Regions from separate parts of the Mus musculus genome. Here all the other regions are linked to region 5. A link is a contact called in public Hi-C and promoter capture Hi-C data. All regions are on one chromosome and are shown on one strand. Each heading gives the region's core, a stretch centred on a gene start, on an enhancer-like site or on the middle of the called end of the contact. The rest is flanking DNA. Distances are from core to core; before and after follow the strand shown. Region 1 has its middle 41 kb from the start of Gm12707. Region 2 overlaps Fggy (FGGY carbohydrate kinase domain containing). Region 3 overlaps Gm830 (a long non-coding RNA gene). Region 4 overlaps Fggy (FGGY carbohydrate kinase domain containing). Region 5 overlaps Fggy (FGGY carbohydrate kinase domain containing). Region 6 has its middle 13 kb from the start of Gm830. Region 7 overlaps Fggy (FGGY carbohydrate kinase domain containing).

Region 1 (2,700 bases), core at 188-2,687, 190 kb after region 5:
AGGACAACAGTCTTTCACATGTTTGCTTTAGCAAGATGTGCCCCAACAAAATATCATTTGACATAACTAATTTTCCAAAGAACTAAAAGTTTTCACTTCAGCCTATGGGAACTTTTGAAACTGAACTGAATGCATTTCTACAACTTGATATGGACACAAGCCTATGGAGACCTGGAATCTGGTGGTTTGAATAAGAATGGCCTCCACAGACTCATATATTTGAATACTGAGAGAGTTGCATTAGGGGTGTGGCCTTGTTAAAGGAAATGTGCCACTAGGACTTTGGAGTTTTAAATACCCAAGCAAGGCTCAGTGTGGCTATCTTTCTTCCTGCTGTTTGATGATCCAGATGTCTAACTTTTAACTCCCGCACCAGCACCATGTCTGCCTGCATGTCACCATGTTTCCCACCATCGTGATAATGGAATAAACCTCTCAACTTTTGAGCCAACCTCAAATTAAACATTTTTCTTAATAAAAGCTGCTGTTGTCATGATGTCTCTTCACAGCAATAGAAACCCTAATGCTGACAAACGAATCTTGAGGACATTATGCTAAATGCAATAGGCCTGTCACATCATAGAAAGAGAAATGGAATATTACCCCCATGCTCCCATGTTCTCTGGAGCAGCCCAAGACAGAGGAGTTTTAGGAAGGAGCAACTGGCAGAGGTCCAACTTACCCTGGAAATGGAAGGGAACAAAAATGGACAGGTAGAAAAAAAAGAGAAAGGGAAAAAGAGGGGGTTGTAAGAAATAGGTGAGAAAGATATCAGAAACACTTTTGTCTCTTGTTAGATGTTAGGAGTAAGAAACAGGTTCTTAATAGAACTCTCCTCCAAGGGCAGTCCTCAGGAATTTCCAATAGCAGTAAGTGGTGAGTAGAAGCCAAGTCCTAATCCTGACTTCTCCACTTTGTACCTCTGGCTACATTTGCACATGTGTTTCTGTCTGTAATTCCATAACCGAGAAACTGGGTTATTAAAACTCACTGGAATCTCAGGGGACAACAACATGAAAACATAGAGATACAAATTATTTAGAAAGTAAATACATCACTTAAGTACAGTCTAACCTCACTCCCTCCTTTCAGACGTGACTGCTTCACAATGCAGATCCTGTTTCCTCATCTGAGAAAGGTATAAATATCACTGCGCTAGAGATTCATTTAAGGACTAAATTAAGTGACAGGTGTATTACATATAAAGGAATCCACAAATGTCTGTTTATAACACAATGACAGCAATTGAAACACTTCTTTACAGTTGAGAATTTAAAAACAAGAAACAAATAAAAACGGACAGTGAGACTGGGCGTATGAGGAAGAATATAAAAGGTCCTTGTTTTCAGCCTTCTGATTTGCCCTTACCATGCCCCTGCCTAGACATAAAAAGCTGCTGTTTAAGGGCTCTACCTTTCTTTGTTTCCACAAGGTTAGAAGCCTCCGCCCCCTCCCCTCCACCACCCTCTCCCCTGCCTCATCCTGCCCCGCCCCCGTGCCGTGTCCCGTGATTAACCACTCTGATGACGTTGGATTACTTCCTGGACTTCATTTACTTAATAACTAATCTTTCATTGCCTCTCCTACTTTAAACCCAGCCAGGCTTCTTCCTGCCTCCATCGCTTAAGGCCTCACCTCTTTAAATCAGGGATAATTCCGAGACACACTCCAGCCCAGGCTAATGGGCAAAGGCCATTTTCCTCATCATTTCCCAACCTTGCAACATTTCAGAGGCTTCTCAATAATCCCAGCAAATCACTCGTGCCGTTCTTCTGCAGACACCTAGTAAATACTTCCAATAGGCAGTTTCTTCTGGTTCTTTTTATCTGGGAAAGGCTGTCCCACTAGAGCCCAAAGCACAGCAAGACTGAGCCTATACACTTAGGCAAAGAACTAAGCCCTGGACTTGAGAATAGCTGAGGTCCCTGAGCCAAACATCTGTGCCAAGAACCAGGTACAATGAGCCTCCAAAAGTGTGTTTTCTCTTCTCAAGCCCTAAGAGCTTTCTCGTCTATTTTGTGGACAGAGAAACAGGTCATTTTTGCCCATGCTCACCACCTCCCCCCACACCCCTCAGTCTGATCCTATGAGCAATAACATTTCCTGGTTGGAAATGCAGACTCTGGACCCTGCAACTTGCCCCTAAATTTACTGAATAAGAACCACTAAGGTAGTGTTCAGTAATCCATTGCTTAACAAGCCCTCCAGGTTACTCTGACACACGCACAAGTTCAAGAAACACTGGGCCTAAAGTGTGCCAAGTTCACAAATCTAATAAGTGGCAGAGTTAGGGCTGGTAATTAGAAATTGATTAATTCTTAAACCAGAGTCCGAGGGGCTTGAAAACAATACTGCTCACAGTGAGGATTCAAAGTAAAACCACATTGTATGAGGTTCAGGGAAGTTTAGATCTCTGTTTGATCTAACGGAGCAGATCAATAGCTTTTCAGCTCCAGTGCAATAGCATCTCTCTCATTCACTCGGCCTTCTCTTCATGCTCATCAGAGGGCTTCAGCAATTCCAACCTTAGTATTTTGTTTCTCAAATGTCCAGAGGTCCAGGGGTTACAGCAAGAAGAGGCTTTGCCTCTTCAGCTGTATCTTTTTCATTTCTGCCCTCAACATGGCTTCGCCCAAGAGATTGCATCTCATTCATTATTTTCAAAAGTTTCATTGTATGCCCATTTCAAATCAACCACTG
Region 2 (2,700 bases), core at 199-2,698, 150 kb before region 5:
AATAAATAAATAGATAAACAACAATTAATGAAAAAGAGGCCATGAGCTTGAAAAAGAACAATGAAAGCTATATAGGAGCTTTTGGAGGGAGAAAGAGGAGAGTAACATAATTTTATTATAGTGCTCTCCCAAATACATGAAAATCTTAAAAAGTCACCATCTCTGTGCACGGGCACTAGCTATTGTCTTTTGGACATATCCTCTCAAACAAGTCACTGTGTTCCAGGTATGGCTAAGAGGACATTCATGCAAATCTAGACAAGAAGAAATCTGCTCTGTAGAACTCTTCTTCCAGTTTTGGCTTAACATAAAAAGGTAAGTTTAAAATGGCTAGGCAAAGAGCACTAAAAGCTATCTAGATGTGGTACCTCCCTTTGTGACTTTATAAACGTTTGTTTATAAATAAACAAAAGTGTTTGTCAAGCCCAGCTGAGATGCCAGGGCAAGGCTCACCGTATACATCTTTAAAAGGAGACTGATGAATGGCGAGACAGCATGAAGTCAAGAGGAAATGGCAGGTATAGAGAAGACAGGATGAAATGCCCTATTCCTTGCGTACCCAGGGACATCACAAATGTGACAGATGTACAGAAGTGATCCCAGCCCTCCTTCCTGTCAGCAGTACCGTAGGCCCCTGAGTCTACCATGCATCAGTCCTGGGAGACCTGAAATTGCTAGAAGGAACAAGTCTCCATCTCCAGGTGCCCAGTTTCACATTTTTTGCCCCTAGCCTTAAGATCCGGGTAAGCCTGAGTCCATTATACTCAGTTTTGATGAAAAAGGAAAAAAAAAAAAAAAAGAATAGGTTCAGAGCATTAACTCTTAAGTTCTAACTTAATGTGTGTTACAACTAAGACCAAACCAGGATTTAACCAAATCTGACTCTACGACATTCTCTTTCGAAACAACTTGATTTAAAAAAAAAAGTTGCAAAAAATAGAGTCAGAGACTCTTTCAGCTCAGCTCTTGTGGGCCATGAATAGATATGCAGCCTGTCCATTTAATAAAGTTGTGGACTATCCTATGTAAGGAAATGTGGGGCAGGGGCATAATCAAACAATTCCTGTTACACCCTCCCTCTTTTCTACAGGCAACAGCAGTGCTGTGAGGTTAAGTTGAAAGAAAAACTGTTTTACATTTAAATAAGATCATAGGAAAGAGAGGTGGTTTGTAACACCGAAGCAGTAATACAGAGACTCAAAGGAGAAAGGATATTGAGGAAAAGTTAATTTGGGGGTGCTTAACCCCTGTCTGTGTGCAAAAAAAAAAATCTCTACTAATATATAAGGTATGCAAACACTGTAGGACAATCAGAAACAAATGAAATGCTGGCTTCAGAGTAACAGGATTCAGCTGTGGGCAATGGCCAGGAGGCAGCTTTTGTTATGAATAGATCATCTGGATGGGAAGCAGGCCTGATTCCAGCCCTTGGAGTAGATCTTTTGGGGTATGAGAAAGTACTTGGGCCCATCTGGACTTCCTTAGGAGAAAAGAGAAGGGACGAAAACAACTGTCAGTAAAATATATGGCATGATACAGCACAGCTCTCTGAGGGTGGCTTAAATGGAAACTGCACGCTATTAATTTGTATTCAGTTTGCAAACCAAAGAGAATGATAATTGCCCTTATTTTTTAAATAAAAAAAAAAGGCGAACAAAGGCACACAGTGGGCGTGGAGGGGGGTGACTATTTGCCAAGAAGTTACTACAGTTGAATGCGTTTGTACTGGTAATCTCTGTGGTCTTGGAATTTCCTAGTTTACTGACAAGAAACCATGTCTCTTGGAGGTCAATGCCTTTCCATGGCTGCATGGATGTTATGTGGCAGGATGCAGATCTGATCTGGACCTTCACGTCTTTCTGTTGTAAGGGGTCACCTCTGAGCAATTCAGCAACTATGGAGTCAAAGCACATCTGGGGGCTCCAGGGAAGCAGCCATTCACCTCCTAGATTTTTACCATTTCCAGGGAAGTAGGTTTCTAGGGAAGGGCTATGGACTGCATGGGTAAGGCTCTGTCAGAAAAACTCTATGACTGAGTTAAGTTCACTTCAGGAGTCCCTAGATTTTCCCTCTCTCTACACTCACTAGGTGGTAAGATAAGGAACTGGCCTGGCTTTCAGACTTGTCAATTCCAGAGAACCCATGATCTCTGCATGTGATATAGTCTGGCTTGCCACTGGTCTGGCAAACTGAGAACCTGGCTCTCACTTTAGGGACAGACAAATAGCTCTTGAGTAGGAGCTATTTTCTTCTTTCTTACTTGACTCATAGGATGGTAAAGTAGCAAAGTATTGAGTCCTGGCAGGACAGAACGGCCTTCCGTGTGCAGAACTCGGGATGGGAAGCTGGACACTGAGGCTATACCCTTAGCCATAGTACAGAAGAGGACCGTCTTGTTCACCTATGAATAACAGGTCTGTGTAGCAAGTGATTAGCCTGGTCCCTGTCTGGCTCCCCTCTTGAAAAGACAGACAGGAAAATTTTCCTGCCAGGATGTTGAAAAAAATCTATAGGCAGGTTAGAATAGAAAGCAACTCTGGGCTGTCCTTTTTCATCTCTTCAGGCTTCAAGACAGTCTTGCCTTGCCATGTGCTGAGTCTATGACTCCCTGTACTCTTTATTATGTTACTAGGGAATATTTAATCCACATTTCTGTCTGAGTTCAAAGTACAGACAAGTCTCGTTAATCCTTGTAAGATG
Region 3 (2,700 bases), core at 84-2,583, 160 kb after region 5:
ATTAGGCCAGGAAGGAGCCAGTCATCCCCCTGTTAGGACAAAACTGGTAGTCAGTGTGTGGGCGTGGTGTATGGGAATGGGAATTGAATTTTGATACTCTGTGGAGACATGCAGGTTCATGTTCCTTTCCACCATGTCAGCCAACACCTGTCTGTAAGCTGCTGGCTCACCTCCATTTCTCTCAGCCCTGCCTATGTCTAGGTTCTATGTTGTCATGTACGTCATGATGTAGCTGTTTTCGTTCCTTTATCAGTAAACTTACTACCTTAGCATCTAACTGTTCATTTTGGCCTCCTTGCACTTCCTACTGAATTCAAAACAAGGACTCTTCTTTTCCATTTTGTTTGTCCTTTTTTTTTTAAAGCAAATTTAGCATACAATAATCATTGCTGAGGATAAGAAAGGGAGACGAATGAATAAGAAGCATTTCAGCTCTGCAAAACACACAATTGACGCCTGCACTTTGCTTTAGTTTTCTTGAGTTTTAAAACCTGAATGGTCCCATAACCAGCTGAAGATGTGAATTGTGATGTCAAGCCCCCCAGTCTCAGGGCAGAGCAGTTTGCAGAGCAGGCTGCCAGGTGCCTGCTCAGAAGGCTGCTCAGATGTTACAACACGTGGCAGTTTTATACATACACACACATTGCTTCCAAAATACTAAGATAAATGACATATTTCACGTGGGGCTAAAGAAGATAGATGATAGGAAGATGTCTGAAAAAACAAAGGAGGAATTTTAGATGGGATGTAGGGAAAGAGGTGATCTTTGGGATATAACTGAAGAATGCAGATGCTCCAGATGTGCAAAGAACCAAGGCAGAGCATCCTGTACAGGGAGATGGGATGGCATTTGCAAAGACTGAGACCAGGAAAAGGCCAGGCTTGACTGTGTGCTGTCCATGTAGGTGCACAAACACAGATGTCCTCAGTGGCCTCTCAGAAACCTAAGCTCTTCTCAAATGTAGTGTCTCTTAGCCTTGGTAGTGGACTCCACATCTGTCTTGTGCTGAAGAGTACAGCAAGGACATGGCTGTCATACCCAGGTGGCAGTTGGTGATGCACTCCTACAGCAATACTCTTTTTTCAAGTCTGAGATTCCTAGCCACAATCCCACAGCGAGGAGCTGCAGTTGATCCTAAAACCAAGCTTTCTCCCACGCCAAACCATCGACTTGGTGCCAGGGCTGGATTTATTACCTAGTAACTGAGGACAGAAATAATTGGTCGCATTAGTGCCTGGCAGCTGCGCTGGGGCTCCACTCTAGAAGGGAGTCAGGGACTAAAGAACTGAGACAAGTTTACTTTTCTCAGCCCAGGTGCTCTCCTGAGGCCCGCCCAGCCCTAATGAACACTGCAAGCCAAGGCCCGTGCAGCTGACAGGCCGGTTCCCCACTTGCAGAGTCCCGGTTTCTTTCCAACCTCTGAAAGAAAAGCACTAGCTAAGGCAGAATGAAGAAATGGCTGCTCTAACTTCGTCTCCGGCTGCTCTCATTTGATTCCCCACAAAAGCCAGCTCTACTCCACCAATTGAGTGTACAAAGGAAACAATTACCTGGAGAAGTCAAGCAATAAGGACAGGACAGAATGAAATCCGGCAGGTCCCTGGCTTCTAGCTAGAATGCACATAGCTGGAATGTTTTTCATACTGGATGGAGTAAAGGGCTTAGACTTTGGGGTCAGGTGGATCTGCATTTGAAAACAAATCCAACTACCCATTATAGATGTGCTCTCTTTAATATGGTCCACTCTGTGCCTTGGTTTACAAGAACTTTGCAACAGAGGGTATAGACCTCCTGCCATCAGAGCTGGATGATGCTCTCTCTAGTTCTGGTACCATCAAAAGTAAAGTTAATGAACTTCTAGCATTGGTGTCTGTCTCCAAAGTCATCCTGAGCCTGTTACCCCAGCACTTGGGAAGCAGAGTCAGAGGGATTATGAGTTCATGTCTAGCCTAGACTACATAGTAAGGCTTCCTGAAATAAACAAATAAGACCCAATTACATGGCTACTTTGAAGAAATGTAAGAATTGTGTGTACTTTATGTATGATGACATACACAAAGCAGCTGCGCAGTACCTGTGAAAGTTGTTATTACATAAGTACTGCTTTAGTTTCAGAATCAGGTTTCTCGAAATGTGATCCAAAGGTATCATTTCCCTCCTGGGACATGGTGGACACACTCCCAGAACCATCCCAACTTCCTGAACTTCAGGCCAAGCATTCTGCTCTGGAAGGATCTCCAGGTGATTTGGGTGCAAAACTAAAGTTAGGCATTTCTGCTCTAGGTAGGCATTTTGAATGCCTTTGAGAGATTTCAGTCAACTGTAAATGTCTTGGGCCCCTAAACACTTGTTTATCCCAACCTGTGATCTTTCCAATGAGCTCCCCTGCTTGTTCCTGGAGAAGAAAGCAATTTGTTGCTCAGGACTTCCATATCAGATTAACAACATCTTCTATAGTTTACAGTCTTTCAGGCATGCTGATCATACATCTACATGGATGACGATCACTCACCTCTGCAGTTATCTTTATTAGGCAAATAAGGAAAGCAACACTCTATGAGGTGAGTTATGTTATCCAAATATTTGCAAGCTCTGAGTCATTAAGCTGTTTGATAAGCAGGATTCATTAGTCTGTTTCTAGAATCAGCACACTTTCTGCCTTGTCCTACTGTGTCTCCATGCCAGGAGGAGGAATGGGA
Region 4 (2,700 bases), core at 50-2,549, 210 kb before region 5:
CAAAGTGCCCTCTGGTTAAAACTGAACTAAGCTCCTATCTTGGGCTGGGTCCCTCCAGTTCCTCATCCCTAAGCCTAGGGAATAGAAATAGGTTAGCAGCTATGGGGGTCTTCCTGGCTGCCTAGGTTTTCCTTACCTCTGTAAATAAACCCTTTATTCAAGTTGGCCAAGTTTAAGTAAGCTTACCTTTCCTGCCTGGCCTGTCACCTCTGATCTCCGGGTCTCTATTATATTCTTCTGCACACTGGTCAGAAGACAATGGAAACTTTGCTGTTTGGTAATGGACTTCTTGGAGACATCTTGTTCTTTGTATCCTCAAGCCAAGTACTTGACAGCCTGTGTACCCAGGGGGTGCTTGTGAGTGTTGGCGGGAGGAGGGGTGTTGGGGGGTAAAGAACTAAAAGTCAGAATAGTGAGACAGGAAGAAGGAAACCCTAGAGAAACTGCCAGCCCTAAAAAAGCACAATTTACAAGACTGAACATTTAGTCCCAAGTCTGCAGGACGGTTACAGTTACTTGGTACACGCATGCAGACTGTTTTTGGAAATCACAGTTAAGTCCATGGCCAGGGTACAGGAAGTGCCTCTGGTGCCCAAGTCATTTCCCAAGGTGGTACAGCCCATATTTCCTGCCTTAATAAAGCCTGCTTTTCCTAACCTGGCCAAAATTGCTTATAAAATCTTAAACTCTTTTTCTCCACCATGCCTTCTCCTTTTGGGGCATAGGGCTGCCTGGAGGGAGGAAGTGAAGCAACAGGCTAGGATCACTCCCTATGAGCTCCAAGAACCTAGAACTCAATTCCCCAGAGTGGTCTACATGAGGTAGACAACAACGTTGTGGTTTTTTTCAGAAGAGGGACCCCAGGCTCTCACAAGTAAAGTGACTTCCTCTACGTCAGACAGCTGGCCTGCTGATCTTTCCACTACTCGGCTCTGCAATTTTTCATGCGGATGTCTGAGGATTTCATACTATGCTGTGTTTTGCTCTACATTGTTCTGGACAGGGAAAGCAGCGCAATTGTAGTGCTTAAAGGTACCAGGGCCTCACCTTTCCCCAGGCTTCTTTACAGAACAGACTCAAGTGCATTCCTTTCTCTGAGCCCTGGGTAAAGGCAGGAAGAGGGAGGCTTTGCCTGGAATGTCAGCTATTTTATCGGATGCATTAATGAGTTTAGCAGAAGCCAAAGCATTTGAAGGCAGATGCACTGTGCCATCCTTTGTCAGTCATGAGTAGAGGAATTTCAGGCCAAGAAAAGGTCTCTTTGTCCACAACTGTAACTAGCCAGTAGTTAGAGACAAAGGGTCCAATTTCTGCCTGAACCCAAACAGCCACTAACAGCCTTCCATTCAGCAGCCCAGAGAACAACAGTTCCCAATGCAGAGCTTGCAGCAAAGTGGCATTCCCTGGCTTTTTTGACGCTCAGGGACACATGACTAGAGGATGGCCCATTTTCACAAAACCCTGAGCTGTCGTGCCTGCCCAGGCTGTTCCCAGGTCACCTCTGGCTACCCTGCTCAAGGGTCCTCTTTTCCCCATTCCCTGTACTGAAGCTGGCTTTTAACCTGCTTCCATCCAGGTGGGATGTGGCTTTGGGTAACTAAAAGCTAAGAAGTGGGGAATCACAGAGCAGACTTCAGGCCTGTGTCTTAGCTGAGCCATCCAGCTGATCTTACTTTCATTTCTGTCTACTCCACTCTTTGTGGTCCACTTCTGCAGGTTTACAAACCTTGGAACAGGGCTGGCATCATCGGAGAGCAATAAAGGAAAGGTCCAGAAACCTGGCTCAATGGCCCAATCCCAATCCCAATATTATGTGGCTGCCTGATTTAGGGAAGCCAATTGAATGTACCTCTCCTGTCCTTCTTCCTTCTTTGTTTGACTACAATGCAGTCTACTTTCTAATTTCAGCAGTTAGGGAGAATTAATGATTGCAGTATGATTCCTACCAACAGACTAGGCACTTGGCTGAGGGGGGCAAAGTCCATGCTTCCCCACATCCTAATCGATCTTTAACACAACATGCTTTTCTAGGTGAGCCCCCAAATTGTGCCTTGGTCTACTTCTCTGTAAGATATGAATAGGTATTCTAGTTAGTTCCTTATTTAGTACCTTATATGCAGGGAATGAGCCTATCACTTGGATAAAGGCCCCGTATCTGCATGGCCTGGAGCAGGAATGATCTCATGAGTCAGTCTGAGCTCAGACACCAACCTACTCGCTATGGAAGAAACACAATGGGTGGGTTCATACGGAATGGAGCCCAGGGTAAGGTGGGCTCATGACAGACATCTATGCCCCCCGCCAACTACCACCACAAGGGGAGCCTTATCCTGTGCTTATACCTGGTGTCTGGGTACCGAGCAATGGGTACAGGAGGGCGCAACAGTCTCCAGGAGACACTTGGGGAGAAGATACTAGAATGTTGAAGGTACTAGCACAGGGAGACTTGAAGCTAGGTCAGGGTTTATTTATACCCCTGCAAGGTGTCCTCCCAGAGAGCTTTTCCTGGAGCTCTGGACTCTTCCCAGATGCCAGTTTGCCACTGTCCCCTACTCCCTATGCCCATCACAAAGATGCTAAACGCATGACTTTACGACCAGAACCCCTTGGGCACTGAGATGGAATCTCAGCATTTGGGTGCCCTTGGAATTACAGGCCCATGCTAGATCTTGTCCACAGCATTTTGGACCTAGGTTCCTT
Region 5 (2,700 bases), core at 109-2,608:
AGGAGTGCAGTGTAAAAGGAACGAGAAATCCCACATTTTCTTCTCTGTAAAAAAGATGGGACACAGTAAGAGGCATGGCTGTGAAGCCATGCATGCATTCCTAGGTGGGCCCCAGCCTCTGTTCCGTAGCAGCTGTGTGAGCCAGAACATGTTCCTTGGCACACTATCAGGACCACATAGGACAAATGCACAATATCCCAGAATGTAGTTCCTTTCCCACAGGACGAGCCCTTCACTGGCTTTCTCTTCTGTCCTGCCCCTCAGCCCATCCAGTCTAGTGTAGACAGGTTTCACTCTATATCTCTAGTATGTCCTGGAATGACTCCTATCACTGTACATTATTACCTGCTACTTCACCAGACATTCCCTAGATACCCAGACAGAAAAGCACACCACTATCTTTAAAAAGCAACTCCCATTAATGAATAGAACCCTACTCATGTGGCCTTTTGCTCATCACTGGCTGGGATGCTCCTCAGAAGCTGGGGCTATGCCTTGTTCTGCTGCAGACAGTCAGAGGAGAGAGGTCTAGCTCACAGAAGACGGTTCGAACTGAAATATCAGAAGTCCATCTCTTTTCCAAAACAACACAAAGGCAAGCTTTCCCCTAAGGGATCTCTTTTCCTTTCTGTAAAACAGTACACAGACCCCACCCCCCCCCCCCGCCCCTAGCCCCTAGCCCTCCACTGAATTACAGTTAAAATAGCTTTTGTGAAGGACAGACACGGGACACAGTGGCCATTTCTCTTCATGTGTGTGCACCCAGGCAATGAAGCCATTGTAATGGGAACAATGTGTGTTTCATTGCACTTCAACAGAACACATGACACTGTGTTTTGAGCCTGGGTGGGGATAGGGGCCAAAGTAAAGAAACCAACCCTAAAGTTTTATTGCATGAAATTCTGATAAAGAAGCACTTCGAAGCCTCTTTCCCATCATCAAAAAACCCACACTGGGCAAGATCAGAGCTTAACAGCCAAAAAAAAAAAAAAAAAAAAAAAAAAAAAAAAAAAAACCACATTCAATCCCTGAGATCATTTTCCTGAAATAGAAAACTACATATGTTTCTCAAATTTCACATCAAGCCACTGCAGAGGCCAGACTGCAGGGCTAAATTGGCCCAATAAGAGAAAAAGAAAGGAGAAGGGAGAAGGGAAAAAGAGAAGGAAAGAAACCTATTCTCCCACATGGCCACGTCTCCTCAGCACAATGTAGACTTACAAGCACCCAGCCACAGAGCTCTCAGTGAGAGTTGCTTATCCTGCAGCTTTTCCTTTGTCAAATTAAGAGACACTGCCTTGGATTAAAAAGACGCCTTAAATTCAAAAATGACTTCATGGTTGGCTCAGAGCTCCGAGTCTCCAGGGCTGGCCGCCAGGAGCACATCTAGTTCAGAGCCTCCCTCCCCTCCCTACTGGAATCAACCTGACTTCCAGAGAGACTGCAGGGCAAACCCTCAAGCAGAAGGGGTTTCCATACTAATTAAAGTCCAAGCACCTCTTTGAAACTATCTCCAGCTCAGCTTATAGAAAACTGAGGTTTCCTAAGAAGCAAGGATGGGGGTTAGGGATGAGGTAAGGGTACAAACAGGTAAAGTGGCATTGGGAAGATATTACGTTTTAAACAGCAGGCTACACTCTAGATAAGAACCAGAAAGAAATCTAGGAGGATGGATGAGCTAAAGACCTTTACAGAACCCGGGGAGAAGGCCTGACTTCTGAAAGGAGTAAGAGCCAGGCAATATTCAAAGCTGAGAGTTTTCACTAATGGATGCACTGCTTGGCACATTCTAACATACAGGTTGACATTTTTTTATTCATTAACAAAAATGAAAGCCATCTTCTAAATGACTTTAGAACAAAGGAATCCCTGATAGCAGTTTCTTAATAACATTTAAATATTTTTTCAAAGGCCCTTGAGAGAGAAGGAAAAGAAACACAGCAAAAAGGAGGTATATAAATTTTTAAAAAGAAACTATACAGAAGGGGAAGAGAAAGAAGAGAAGGAAGGGTCAGAATTTCCATGTAAAGTTGAGTTCCAGAGGTCTAATTCTACAATTAAACCTTAACTACCCATTTCTAAGGGAAAGAGCCTAAGAAAAAAATCCAAAGGGGTGAATGGTGGAAGTCCTTTCACTAGATTATTACATCTGCACAAGGGTCAGGACCCATGGTATGGGGCAAGTCCTTCAAGCTCCCCTCCACCTCCCTTCTGCATCCTGTAACCCATCTTGAACACAACCACACTGTTGGAGCCTTGCTATATCATAGATTCCAGTACAAGATGCTAACACCTATAATGAGACAGGATGAATCTGAAAGCAACCAGAATAAAATAATAAAGACAAAATAATCAGAAGATCCAATTATCATCCAAGAAACAGTCCACTGGCAGAGGGGTCCACCCTGGATACAAACTAACTGAAGAGTTTACAAAGAAATCCATTCTATGGAGACCTGGTTTCAAGAAAAGGTACCCCTAATCAAGTTACAGCCCAAAGGTCATACTGACCATGCAACCTTGTCCCTTGGTTTCAACCTCAGGGTAAAATACTTCTGATTTCAGTATCATGTTCATAGTTCCAAGACTGTCAACAGAGAGTATACCATCATATCCATTTGCAAGCGAGGAACCAAATTCTGAGACTATTTCACTTTGCCAAATTAAAATAACAAATGGAAATACATTTAAGAGATGATC
Region 6 (2,700 bases), core at 7-2,506, 140 kb after region 5:
CCAAACGCCAAGTGTCTAATGAGCATCTAAATGAGAAAACTTTGTAGCAAGACAGAAGATGTCTGTAAAAAGAAAACATCTAATGGATTTCTAGTTCTGTCAAGATTTAAATTTGTAATGAAGATGATATTTGAAATTAAAGACTTAAGTTAGAAGCTACTGAAGGTCATTTTTTTCATCCCAGAAGGGCTCATGGCACTGGGAGAAGTCTATGTCTCTCGGTTCACTAGCATACCTTTCAATCTGTGGCTGCAGGCAAAACTAGTCTATGGACCAGACACCACACTGGACTCAGCGTGTGGTGGCTGCAGCTGTCCCCCTCTTTCTCCCTGGGGGTCCCCTGGGGCATGCCATATTTCTCTCAAACATTCTTGGAATATTTCATGATTCATTCTTGAAGCATGAACTTTTTAACTCTTTTCCCCTGGAGGATTTTTTTTTTTCCTAGCTTACTTACAGGTTGACATGGAAACTCACAGAACCTCTGTAAACAGATCAGGAGAGATACCATTCAGTGGTCAGTAGCCTATTCATCTTAGCAAGCCTGACTTGCTGAAACTCACTCATTTATTTGCTTGCTCCAGAATGCATCACAACAAAAAGAATCTTATTTTATTGAAAAGTGACTTGGTCAGAGGCACAGCATGATGTAGAAGCTATTTGCATTTCAAATCAATGAACCCATGGTGCCTGACTTAGTATACTTGATTATACTAGATGAGGAAATGAGCCAATTTCTTTGCTTTGTTAATGATTCTCATGACTTTACATAATATTTTTAAATTATAATAATGGGATAGAAAAGTTGAACTGGGATGGCCCTAGATTCCTAATAAGAGAATGAAAATCCACAAGAAAAATTCTTTGGAGACAGAACTAATATGTATCCCTAAAGATTTACAATTTTTTCACTTCTGATGTTCTAATAGCCTTCAATAGATTCATGATCACCTCTCCTGTAGCAAAGGGAATTAGGACCCAAGGAACCAATGAACTTCCTCAAGTTTGCCAAGCTGCCTAAATCAGCTCATGTAGAATGTTTGAGGTCTTTTCACAATCCTTCAGTCTCTGGATATAATTGTCATGTTTGTGAAAGGCTAAATTTCCCCAGAACTGAAAGCATCCCTTGCTCAGAAACTGGGCAGATCTTTGCATTTTCTTAGGAGGAAAGAGACTGTGATAGTAGCTGTTACACCCTACTCCATTCCCCATGCCCCACCCTCTGACATCATGGGTGTACAGCTCATTTCTGGAAGGAATCACCTATAAAAGATCCACCCAGTGGCTCAACATCATAAAAATGAGTCCATGCTCTGAGCCAGTCGAGTAAGTCCCAGATCCCAAAGCAAAGCAAGAAGCCAACGGTTTCATGAATTTCAGCCCAGATACCAGAGCCTTCGACTCAGAGCTTGGAACCATTAAACATATTCCAGTAGTTCCATGTCAGTGACTTAAGATTATAGTTCTATAGGATAGTCTTTAAATAGATCCAATAGCCTTGAGAACACAGCATCAGTGCTTAGCATGACAAACAAAGTTATTCATGACATAAGTCTTGCATCAGTACCTCTTTCCTTTCCTTCCCACTCATATAAGGACATGGAAGTACACCAAGCATCACACACCCCTGGCTCTTTGCAGAAGCTGGGATTTCTTGTTGGTGCTTTTCTTTTGTTACCTCATCACTGTCTAGATAATTCTAACCCCAGCCTCACCTTTCCTATGAGAAGTCTTCCTGAAAGTTCATGTCAAGGTAAGGTGTTCAGCTTATCATCATGAATATCTGACATTGTGCTTCTCTGTTTAATCAGCCTTAGGCTGTGAGCAGCACAGTCACAGAGAATGCATCTTGACCAACAGCAGCATCCTTGGAGCCCATCATGAACAAAGTAACTGAAGAGCTTGTGGATATACACATCATCAGAGTGAGGCCCTTCTAGGTGATCACTCAGAAAAGGTATGTCACGCTGACTGTTCAACTTCTCAGTATTCGACTTCTGAGTCCAATTTTCACAGACATCTTGAGCTTTCTTCCTCACACACATCTCCTTCTCTTTCTGTTCATTCACATCTTACTCAGTTACTCTTCCGTCCATGCCTAGAATTTCCACTTCAATCAAAAGTAGCCAAATTGATCTACAAAGCTGCCGTACCTTCTGCTTCTCCAGACTGGAACATCAAAAATGTTCTATATTCAGTTCCCTTCCCAACTCCAACCAGCTTTCTTAGCAATCCTTACATAAATTTTTTGATGTTTACTCTGACTTACTAATAATCCCTTATAGGCAAAGGATTTGCAACAGGAGAGAGAAGGAAGTGAAAATAAAATGCTATCTTACCCTGTTTGGGAGGTTAACAAAATATGTTAAGAAGGTAACAAAAACTTTTTATTCATGGTTTTGGGGCCTTTGGAATATAAGATCAAGGCAACAAAAGATTGGTGTCTTTTACGAGCCCATTTCCTGGCTTATGATATTTGTGCGTGTTCCTGTGGCAAACAAGTTTCTTCAGAAGTCTTTTTTTTGTTTGTTTGGTTTTGTTTTTGTTTTTTGGAGACAGGGTTTCTCTGTGTAATCCTGGCTGTCCTGGAACTCACTCTCTAGACCAGGCTGGCCTTGAACTCAGAAATCCACCTGCCTCTGCCTCCCAAGTGCTGGGATTAAAGGCGTGCGCCACCACCGCCAGGTCTCAGAAATCTTT
Region 7 (2,700 bases), core at 22-2,521, 190 kb before region 5:
ATCTTAATGAATTTAACCACAAACCTTAAATTCCTGAAGCCAGTAGGCCTTCTCACAGTTAATGTTGCTCCTGCATGTTAGTGGCATTTGCTCAGAGACTACCTTCTCACTTCCCATTTTCACTTTCCTTACACTCCCCTTCCTAGACTTGGCATTTAGGAATTCTTATGTGGTCCATTAGAACTGAAAGTTCTCTTCCTCTCTAGATTTAACTTGTTTCATTCACCTCCAAGCCTAGCTCTCAGTGTTCTCAATAGCCAGCCTCCTCACAGCTACAGATCCTGTCTGGCTTGGAGGTACTACAGCCTCATCCAGGTGTGAGCTTGCCACCAATTTCCTCCTGAACTCTACAGGAGGGCTCATGATCTCTGGGCTGAATGTAGCCTTAAAGATTCTTAATAGCAAAGAGTATACATGGAAGGATCCAAGGTTCCAGATACATATGTAAAAGAGATTGGCCTTACCTGACATCAATGGGAGGGGACGGAGGCTTGATAGCCAATCATAGGGGGACGATAGTGGGGTTAGATGGGAGTGGGTGAATGGGTGGAGGAACACCCTCACAGAGGCAAAGGGGAGGGAGGAGAGAGATGGGATGGGGAAGTTTGTGGAGAGGTAACTGGGAAGGGGAATTTCATTTGAAATGTAAATGAAGAAAATGATTAATAAAAATAAATAAAAAACAAAAATAAAAAAGAGCAGACTTGATCCCCCAATATTAGTTATTAATTATATTTTTAGCTGAAGTTAAATCTGAAATTCTGAAATTTTGCTATGGGCTCAGAACAGCCATGGCTCTCAGGCTTGCTTCAGGAAGTGGGACCATGGGTGGTAATATTTACCACTGAGGTAGTGGGTAGCCTGGAGACAGAGATGGAAAACATGACTACAAATCAGTGTAAATGTAAAAATGACATAGGCAGGACTTTCAGCCACACCAGGGCAGTAAGACACAGCAGTAGTTGAGTACAGAAATACTATCTCAAAGGCGCTCTGAGCTGGCTTGGAAACAACAACAATGGCTAACAGATCTTTCTGGAGAGCAGGAGCAACCTGACCAAGGCAACTGACAAAAGCCAGCTCTTCTTGGCCACCTTTTCTCAGTTGTTCCCTCTTTTCCTGTCTCCTCACTTTGTGTCTTCCAAACTTTGCAACCCCTTGGCTGGCCTTCACCTCCGTGCATGGACTGGCTTTTACTTACCATGCCCTTCAGAGTCAGATCTGCTAAGGGAGACCGGTTGCCATGGAAATCTGGCCAAACATGTAAATCAACAGTGAGGAAACCCACAGGCTGAGCCTTCTTAATCAGATCCAGGTGACTATTCAAATATGCATATATACTCTGGCATCTGGAAAAGAAGTGGATTTTGATTTTAAAAGGGGATAGGGTTGAAAAGCAAATTATTCTGCAGAAAGAAACCATTTGCACTTCGATATCAGACCCAGGAAAGCAAAGAGGGCTCTCAAAAGCTTGAGCAAAGCAGCTGCTCTTATATGAAACTAGCCCCTGAACTCTCACAACACACTGTCATGCCAGGGCAGCACTTCCCATGGAAAGGCTTGGAGTCAGGAGACCTGGTCAGACAATGGCTTCACTCCTGGTAGGTGTGTACACATGAGCCAGTTATTCCAAGCTCTCGAACTGTCCTCTTCTCATCTGTAGAAACATCCTACAATCTCTGTCCAACTTACCTCATATGGTTATTATGAAGATCAAAGACCATGTATGCAAACATACAGCATTCTGTAAACTGCAGTACAATATGGTGCATATGCAAAGGATTTATTTAAATCTGTCTTCCTAATTGTAAAAATGATGAAATGACAAATAGAGATAAATATACGCTCCTGGATCCAATGAGTGAGCGTCATACACACAGTAAGGATCAAGAATTAGACATGGGATTCAGAACCATGACTTTGAAAGGCTATCGTGTAGGTTTTCCCATTTTAAGTTTTAGTTGATTGAGGTGTAAAATGGTGGAATTGGAATGACCCCCTTAATCAATGACATTTCTCAGGTCAAAAGATGACAAACTTGGGAGTGAAAACAGTGCAAGTTTCAGATACTGTTTTCTATCCTGGCTACAGTTAGCCTCTCTGAATGTCTATTTCCTGTTCATTATGTAGTATAATAATACTTACTTCATAATGTAGTATCATAATACTTCACTGGGTTAAGTTTTACTGTGGGACACAGTTCACTAGCTAGGGAATCTGGGGAAAATGAACCTTCCAAAGCTCTGAACCAAAGATCCCAAAGATGGACCAGAAAACCTCAGAGAGACAAAGCATGGGCAATGCCCACAGGAGGTTAGCAGCTAGAATACTTCTGCCAATATTTGTGATTTGCATTCTTAAAATGCTTTAGAAGAAGTGACTTCAAGTTCATATTTTGCAATGCCAGGAGTGTCCCCATGGATACCATGATGTTTCTGTAGGTTTCTGAAAAAAAAAATCATAAAAATAGTTTCAAACTCTCTTTTCCTCTCTATCAGTGAAAACTGTGTGTGTGTGTGTGTGTGTGTGTGTGTGTGTGTGTGTGTGTGTGTGTGTGTGTGTGTTTCTGTTCTGGAAATGAAACTTAGAGTTTTGAGAATGCCATCCAAATGCTTAACCACTGAACTATAAACACAGGTCCAGTGAAATTTCTTTTAGTAAGTAAAAAATGTATATGAAATTCTAATGCAAAACGTGGAG

The links. A called contact is a pair of places that touch in the nucleus more often than the background predicts. Capture Hi-C pulls out chosen DNA fragments and counts their contacts.
Region 1: a contact with region 5 is called in a Hi-C map of uterus, with 3 times the contacts expected there. The contact joins two enhancer-like sites. A contact is called at or near these places in 1 of 484 Hi-C or Micro-C datasets (uterus) and 2 of 9 other capture datasets (adipose tissue and pancreatic islet).
Region 2: a contact with region 5 is called in a Hi-C map of uterus, with 2.6 times the contacts expected there. The contact joins two enhancer-like sites. A contact is called at or near these places in 1 of 15 datasets of contacts at CTCF or cohesin (the NIH/3T3 cell line), 3 of 484 Hi-C or Micro-C datasets (bone marrow-derived macrophages, nephron progenitors and uterus) and 2 of 9 other capture datasets (adipose tissue and liver).
Region 3: a contact with region 5 is called in a Hi-C map of uterus. The contact joins two enhancer-like sites. A contact is called at or near these places in 2 of 15 datasets of contacts at CTCF or cohesin (CD8 T cells and the NIH/3T3 cell line), 4 of 484 Hi-C or Micro-C datasets (nephron progenitors and uterus), 1 of 115 datasets of contacts at active chromatin or transcription factors (heart atrium) and 3 of 9 other capture datasets (adipose tissue, liver and pancreatic islet).
Region 4: a contact with region 5 is called in a promoter capture Hi-C map of adipose tissue. The contact joins two enhancer-like sites. A contact is called at or near these places in 1 of 15 datasets of contacts at CTCF or cohesin (the NIH/3T3 cell line), 1 of 115 datasets of contacts at active chromatin or transcription factors (embryonic stem cells) and 3 of 9 other capture datasets (adipose tissue, liver and pancreatic islet).
Region 6: a promoter capture Hi-C map of adipose tissue shows a contact between it and region 5. The contact joins two enhancer-like sites. A contact is called at or near these places in 2 of 15 datasets of contacts at CTCF or cohesin (CD8 T cells and the NIH/3T3 cell line), 1 of 484 Hi-C or Micro-C datasets (uterus), 1 of 115 datasets of contacts at active chromatin or transcription factors (heart atrium) and 2 of 9 other capture datasets (adipose tissue and liver).
Region 7: a promoter capture Hi-C map of adipose tissue shows a contact between it and region 5. The contact joins two enhancer-like sites. A contact is called at or near these places in 2 of 9 other capture datasets (adipose tissue and liver).

What each region holds. Positions count from the first base shown.
Region 1 is chr4:95,443,473-95,446,172 of GRCm38.p6, reverse strand. No RefSeq gene overlaps it. Among named protein-coding and RNA genes, the nearest start is that of Gm12707, 41 kb to the left of the region's middle. Within about 2 kb of position 1,437, at least 25 of the 459 cell types and tissues checked have an H3K27ac peak or open chromatin away from gene starts, as enhancers often do. A contact at or near this core is called in uterus, where this site is marked.
Region 2 is chr4:95,787,794-95,790,493 of GRCm38.p6, reverse strand. The region is part of intron 8 of Fggy (FGGY carbohydrate kinase domain containing); the gene reads right to left. Among named protein-coding and RNA genes, the nearest start is that of Hook1, 180 kb to the left of the region's middle. Within about 2 kb of position 1,448, at least 10 of the 459 cell types and tissues checked have an H3K27ac peak or open chromatin away from gene starts, as enhancers often do. A contact at or near this core is called in uterus, where this site is marked.
Region 3 is chr4:95,475,099-95,477,798 of GRCm38.p6, reverse strand. The region is part of intron 1 of Gm830 (a long non-coding RNA gene); the gene reads left to right. Among named protein-coding and RNA genes, the nearest start is that of Gm12707, 9.1 kb to the left of the region's middle. Within about 2 kb of position 1,333, at least 36 of the 459 cell types and tissues checked have an H3K27ac peak or open chromatin away from gene starts, as enhancers often do. A contact at or near this core is called in uterus, where this site is marked.
Region 4 is chr4:95,844,645-95,847,344 of GRCm38.p6, reverse strand. The region is part of intron 13 of Fggy (FGGY carbohydrate kinase domain containing); the gene reads right to left. Among named protein-coding and RNA genes, the nearest start is that of Hook1, 120 kb to the left of the region's middle. Within about 2 kb of position 1,299, at least 111 of the 459 cell types and tissues checked have an H3K27ac peak or open chromatin away from gene starts, as enhancers often do. A contact at or near this core is called in adipose tissue, where this site is marked.
Region 5 is chr4:95,635,694-95,638,393 of GRCm38.p6, reverse strand. The region is part of intron 5 of Fggy (FGGY carbohydrate kinase domain containing); the gene reads right to left. Among named protein-coding and RNA genes, the nearest start is that of Fggy, 80 kb to the right of the region's middle. Within about 2 kb of position 1,358, at least 125 of the 459 cell types and tissues checked have an H3K27ac peak or open chromatin away from gene starts, as enhancers often do. A contact at or near this core is called in adipose tissue and uterus, where this site is marked.
Region 6 is chr4:95,499,022-95,501,721 of GRCm38.p6, reverse strand. No RefSeq gene overlaps it. Among named protein-coding and RNA genes, the nearest start is that of Gm830, 13 kb to the right of the region's middle. Within about 2 kb of position 1,256, at least 19 of the 459 cell types and tissues checked have an H3K27ac peak or open chromatin away from gene starts, as enhancers often do. A contact at or near this core is called in adipose tissue, where this site is marked.
Region 7 is chr4:95,820,627-95,823,326 of GRCm38.p6, reverse strand. Fggy (FGGY carbohydrate kinase domain containing) reads right to left here. Exons shown (of 16, transcript NM_001113412.1): 11 at 1,202-1,349. Among named protein-coding and RNA genes, the nearest start is that of Hook1, 150 kb to the left of the region's middle. Within about 2 kb of position 1,271, at least 43 of the 459 cell types and tissues checked have an H3K27ac peak or open chromatin away from gene starts, as enhancers often do. A contact at or near this core is called in adipose tissue, where this site is marked.